Regions from separate parts of the Zea mays genome. Here region 2 is linked to region 1. The links are chromatin contacts, called in public Hi-C maps. All regions are on one chromosome and are shown on one strand. Each heading gives the region's core, a stretch centred on a gene start, on an enhancer-like site or on the middle of the called end of the contact. The rest is flanking DNA. Distances are from core to core; before and after follow the strand shown. Region 1 holds the start of LOC100275374. Region 2 holds the start of LOC100501213 (probable E3 ubiquitin ligase SUD1).

What was found. Hi-C and Micro-C count contacts between places; a contact is called where the count stands out from the background.
Region 2: a Hi-C map of tassel shows a contact between it and region 1, with 2.6 times the contacts expected there. The contact joins the promoter of LOC100501213 here to the promoter of LOC100275374 in region 1. A contact is called at or near these places in 2 of 25 Hi-C or Micro-C datasets (leaf and tassel).

Annotation. Positions count from the first base shown.
Region 1 is chr6:107,010,357-107,013,056 of Zm-B73-REFERENCE-NAM-5.0, forward strand. It overlaps LOC100275374, which reads right to left and starts at 1,349. Exons shown (of 5, transcript NM_001371650.1): 1 at 1,049-1,349; 2 at 500-665; 3 at 119-300. The coding sequence starts at 1,258. It overlaps LOC103629710 (zealexin A1 synthase-like), which reads right to left. Exons shown (of 2, transcript XM_008650823.4): 2 at 2,178-2,700. The coding sequence ends at 2,273.
Region 2 is chr6:107,146,707-107,149,406 of Zm-B73-REFERENCE-NAM-5.0, forward strand. LOC100501213 (probable E3 ubiquitin ligase SUD1) reads left to right here and starts at 1,333. Exons shown (of 9, transcript XM_008650826.3): 1 at 1,333-1,842. The coding sequence starts at 1,606. It overlaps LOC103629712, which reads right to left and starts at 1,304. Exons shown (of 5, transcript XM_035960096.1): 1 at 1-1,304.

The DNA.
Region 1 (2,700 bases), core at 99-2,598:
ATTGACGACAACTATTCAGGTCAGCTTGAGAGGAAGAAGGAAGAACTAAGCATTGTTAACTGTTAAGCATGGTTGGTGATATAATAAACAAGTGTCTAAGTTTAGACAATCTTGATACCTTGTTCACTTCTCTCTTTTCATCTGGGCTACTGCTCCTGTCAGCCGATTTCTCAAACAGTTTGAGTATCTTGAAGGCGCGGTTCTTGGCATCGGTCAAATCCGAAGCAGAGGACATCTCCTTGACGATGACCTCAGCCCATCCAGAGCAATTGGTGGGAATGGTTTCTTCTTTTAGGTAAACTGCAGTAACCATCGATGCAGTAAGGTTTAAGTTAACGGTAGCTGATTCAAATGATTAAATAACTTTGGTTTCATGAAAATATATCGATATATGAAACATGGCATCAGTGTGACTTTTTTTATTTTCTTAATTGTGATGGAAATATAGGAAGATATTAGTGCTGATATTTTGGCTGCAATATATGCAGATGCTGCGTACCATCAGATTCAGATTCAGATAGAATGCTATCTCCTTCCTCGTTGTCGGATGGAACATAGTTGATGGCAGAAGCAGATTCTTTGCTTCTTTCTGCCAAATAATCTTTGTATGCTCTGATCGCAGCATCCAGGACATTTCCTGACGCTTGTAAATGGTTTTGTAGAACCTTGCAATTAAGGGGAAAAGGTTTTAGGTGCATAAATCCTATGGTAACAACAATGGCAAAGTCTTTTAGTTCCAAATAAGTTGGATAGGCAGTAGGTTAGAGTTGAAACCAACAGAAATCACTAAGTACAGGTTTAGCCGTTTAGGCACATAGATAGAGCTGTATTTTATCATGCACTCCTATTTAAGGTTAAATATTTGAGCTCAAGCCAACTTATGTTCGACAGGCCGATTGAAATTCAAAAGGCACTGAATTTCGCAGTCAACTATGTATTGTAAAGATATCAAGCTAGTTGCAGCACAAAGCCACCGTGATTGATTAGGACTAATAATCAGTAAACAATCTATGTACGAAATTTGATCGTTAAACGCGCATCGACGCACCTGCCGATCCTCGCCCGGGAAGATGAGATGGAGTGCCTCGACCGGGTCGAACTCCAGCGGGAAGCTGAGGCCGAGGTCGGCGGCAACAATCGACGACGAGCACCGGCCGCGCTTCGTCTGCAGGCACGGCAGGTCGCCGGGGAAGGAGAAGGGGTCATCGAGGAAGGCCGCCGTCCCTCGCTTCCGGCTTGCCACAGTCGTCGCCGCCATGATGTGGGTGGAGGGGAGGGTTCCGCCCGGCAATGTCCTTGGATTTTTCGGACTGGCCGATTGAAGTCGCAGAAGCACAAATCGGAGCGCGATTTCACGGCCGCTCGTGGGGTGGGGGCGTACGCGGTTATATATAGTGGTCGCGGCGGTCGGGTCGCGGAAGGCGAAGTCTTGGAGGACACGGCCGGCCGGGTTGCCGACCTGCCATGCGATGGACCACGGCCCATGGACTCGATCGCGACCGTCTATGGGCCCCACCAGCTCGGGCTTTTTTCAGCACAAAAGTTGGACTCGTCCTCGTGCTGTCGTGCATGCATGACAACGGCACCGTCTCAGAGTTTCCTTTTATTGAACTAATAGCTTATTAAATCTTAAAATAAAGTTAGAAATATCTAAACACTCAGGACATATTTATGAGGGCTCCCAAACTGACTTAAGATCCGGCTTCGACTCTTGGACGAGCTTTTCCAAACAGTCTAAAAAAGAGCTCACAGTAAAGAGAAGGCGGAGCCAAAAAAAATGGCTAAAAAGAGCTTTTCCAAACTGATTTAAGATCCGCCTGAAACCATTTTTTATAGAGAAGGTGGAGCCAAAAAAAATTTGGCTCATAGCGGCTCTTCCCCTACTCTTCTTGCCTTTCTCTTGTGCCAAGAGTAACCATTTCGTTAGTCGATTTGTTAAAAAACACTAGCTTCTATAGATAAATTGTTTTTGAAGAGAAGGTAGAGCCGAAGTCATTTTTGGTGAAGCCGGAGCCGTGGCAAACAAGCCCTCACTTTGACTTAAAAACCTAAGCCCAAGTAGACAAATTTCACCGCAAGAAAAAGTAGAAAACTAACAGTGCGGTAAAAAGATCTAGCACATAAGTAGCAGTGCACGGAATCGGATTATGGACTTGTTAAAAAAATGAGGCAAAACGTTATCCAAAATAGCTGAATTTATTAAGCAAGTATTGATATTCAGCGTTATCCAAGTATGCGAAGTTTCCAGGTTCTGCTCGTGGACCAGACCTAGCTAGGTCACGGGCACTCGGGCGGAGGGGACAAGCAGGAGGTGGTGGAGCCGTCGAGCCGTGACCCCCATCTTCTCGGTCATGTCTACATCCGCGGCCGTCATCCCAGGCGGCAGCTCCCAGTCAAAATGGTAGAGGAGGCTAGCGAGCGCAAGCTCCATGCTCACGAGCCCAAACGCCATGCCCGGGCACATCCTTCGTCCTGCCCCGAACGGTAGGTAGTCGAAGTCCGTCCCCTTGAAGTCGACGCTGCTGCTTTCAAATCTCTCAGGCACGAACTCCTCAGGCCTGTCCCAGTGGCTGGGGTCCCTAGCGATCGCCCACGCGTTCACGAACACCATCGTGCCCGCCGGCACGTCGAACCCCTGGACCTGGCACGAGCTCCGGCACTCCCGTGGGAGCAGGAGCGGCAAGGGTGGGTGGAGCCGAA
Region 2 (2,700 bases), core at 83-2,582, 140 kb after region 1:
TTCCTTCAAGGCATCTGATGTAGTATCCTTGACATGCTTGAGGGCAAGAAACCGTTCCATCACATGGCCTTGATTATTCACATATCTATCTTACAAAAATAATTAGTTAGCTAGGCAACACAACATGAAAATAAAATATGAAACTACAATATGCAAATAAAATATGAAAGTACTATGTGGTGTCCTGTGGTGTGGGGCGATGTCGCGATGACGCGATCGGCGATGCCGCGGTGGGATGCAGGCGGCCGGCGGCGGCAGGCGGCCAACACAAGACGTGACGAAAGAGCTGAGATTCTGGCCTCCTGGGTGAACAACGAATGGGCCAATGGGGCATGGGCCGTGACCGGATGGACGCTGGAACGAAATGGACCTGAGACTCCTGCTCCCTCTAATCTAATCCTATATGGTATTATGAATATTACAAAAATTGATGTGGGGCCATGGCCCACATTGCCCACACTGTAGATCCGCCTCTGGACAGGTGTATATATCAAGAAATCGTTAGACACATTGTTAGCCTATAAATAAGTATTTCAGAGTTCACACACATACATATATATTTGAATCTCATTCAAAACAAGTTCACAAACAATGAATCTCATTCAAAACAAGATCTACTGGATTCATAAATTACCTAAATCGACGAAATGGACGAGCAGACCGCGCGGTGGAACTCTCCTCCGATGATGCCTCTACCTCCTTCGAACGTCGTCGCTTGCGGTTCCCCTTTGCGCTTCCCTGAGCAGATCCGACTTCTTCCTCTCCTCCCCCAACCTCCAAGCCTCCGGATCTGGGGGACGACTTTGCTTGCTCCAGGTTGCCGCGTCGGGGTCCGGTACCGCCTCCGCCTCCGGATCCAGGCTTGCCGCGCCTCCGGATCCAGGCTCGCCGCGCCCGCCTCCGCCTCCGGATCCACTCGCCGCGCCCGCCTCCGCCTCCGGATCCAGGCTCGCTGCGCCCGCCTCCGCCTCGTCCGGCGTGCTTCCCGGCTCCCCCGCTTCAGTCTCGCCTAGATGCGTCGCCCGAGCCTATGCCTGCCTCGCCTGCGCCTGCTCGTTGCCCGGGCGACGGAGCACGTCCCTGCCTCGTGCGCTCGGAGCACGTCCCTGCCTCGCGTGCCGCCGACCAGCCGCGGGCGAGGGAGCAAAACGCCGGCGCTCGGACGGAAGGCGCGTGCGCGTGCGGTAGTTTGCGCCGAGGAGAGGAGAGCGAGATAGAGTTATGCCAGATATAGCGTTCACTCTTACGCTGCATAGGGTAGCTCATCCTGTCTCCCGCTGCGGCAAAAATTTCTACGCTAAAGGATAGCGTTCGCGTGTCCAGTAGCGAGTGCGGCTAGCCTTATTACGCAGGACATGGGTTGGGACAGAAGAATTGCACTGGATTGCAGCAGACCAGCTCCCACATTCCCAATCCCACCGCCTCGTCAGCAGCGCGTACGAAGAACCCCACGACCCACGTTCTTTTCTTCCTCTTTTCGCTGCCATTTCCTCCCCCACCACACCAGGGCCCAGGCCACCGCCGCCTTCATCCCCTATCCGCGTACCGCCCCCCGGGCGATCGATCGAACGCGGCTAGCCTCGCCGCCGACCCGTCGAGGCAGCCATGGCGGAGATCGCCGAACGGGCCGTCGCGGGCGAGGTGCCGGAGGAGCCGCGGCCGCCGCACGGGGAGGAGGACGACGAAGGGGAGGAGGAGGGGGACGTGTGCCGGATCTGCCGTAACCATGGCGACGAGGATCACCCACTGCGGTACCCGTGCGCCTGCAGCGGCAGCATCAAGTTCGTGCACCAGGACTGCCTCCTCCAGTGGCTCGACCATAGCAACTCGCGCCAGTGCGAGGTAAAACCGCCTCCGTCCCTGCCCTCACCCCGCGGATGGATACGCCGCTGGGTCGTTGCTTTAGGGATTGGTTAGTTCGACTGCGTGGTCGAATCGATCGGCTGAATGTTGAGCTGGTGCTATTGGTGCTGTTTCTCTGCTTTGACATTATATTTGGGTCAAAATAGGGGATTAGGGTTGAAAATCATGACAATTGGATGCTTCTGATGATTATTCGGGTAGCAAAGGAATTTTCATAATGCTCTGATGCTGTTGTGGTTTCGGAGTATTTTCAGAGGCATAAAAATCTTTAATCTGTAGAGTCTGCCTGTGCTTCTTAGCAGTGAAACTATTCACTTGGTATTGATGACTGGTTTGCAGTTTCAGTTGCCTTGTCTTCTCGTAGGACCCCTTTGTAACAAGGGGAGAATAGATGAATTCTAGAGGATTGGAATCATTAGAAAGAACCCCCTATTGTATAATTCATTTGAGTGCAGATTTAGCTTAGTGCACTCGTTAGCTAAAATACCATGTTGCAATGTTTAAAAGATGGTCACAAAAACCATGTATATAGTACACATAAAGTTAAGAATAGCTATAATATTTCAGTTTGAAATTCATCATAGATGTAGAGAAGCAAAATAGACAAGCAGTCAACCTGGCACTGTCCATCATGTGCTGACAGTCAGTCAGTCACACTTCTGTTTTTTTAATCTCAATACTAAAGATGAATTTCAAACTGAATTGTTACGGCTTTAGGTGAACTTAATGATTTTTGTGATGATTTTTTAAACATTGCAACATGGTATTTTAGCTAAAGAGGGCGCCATATAATTTTCCAATTCATTTTGTTAGTCTATGGCAAATGACTGAACAAGT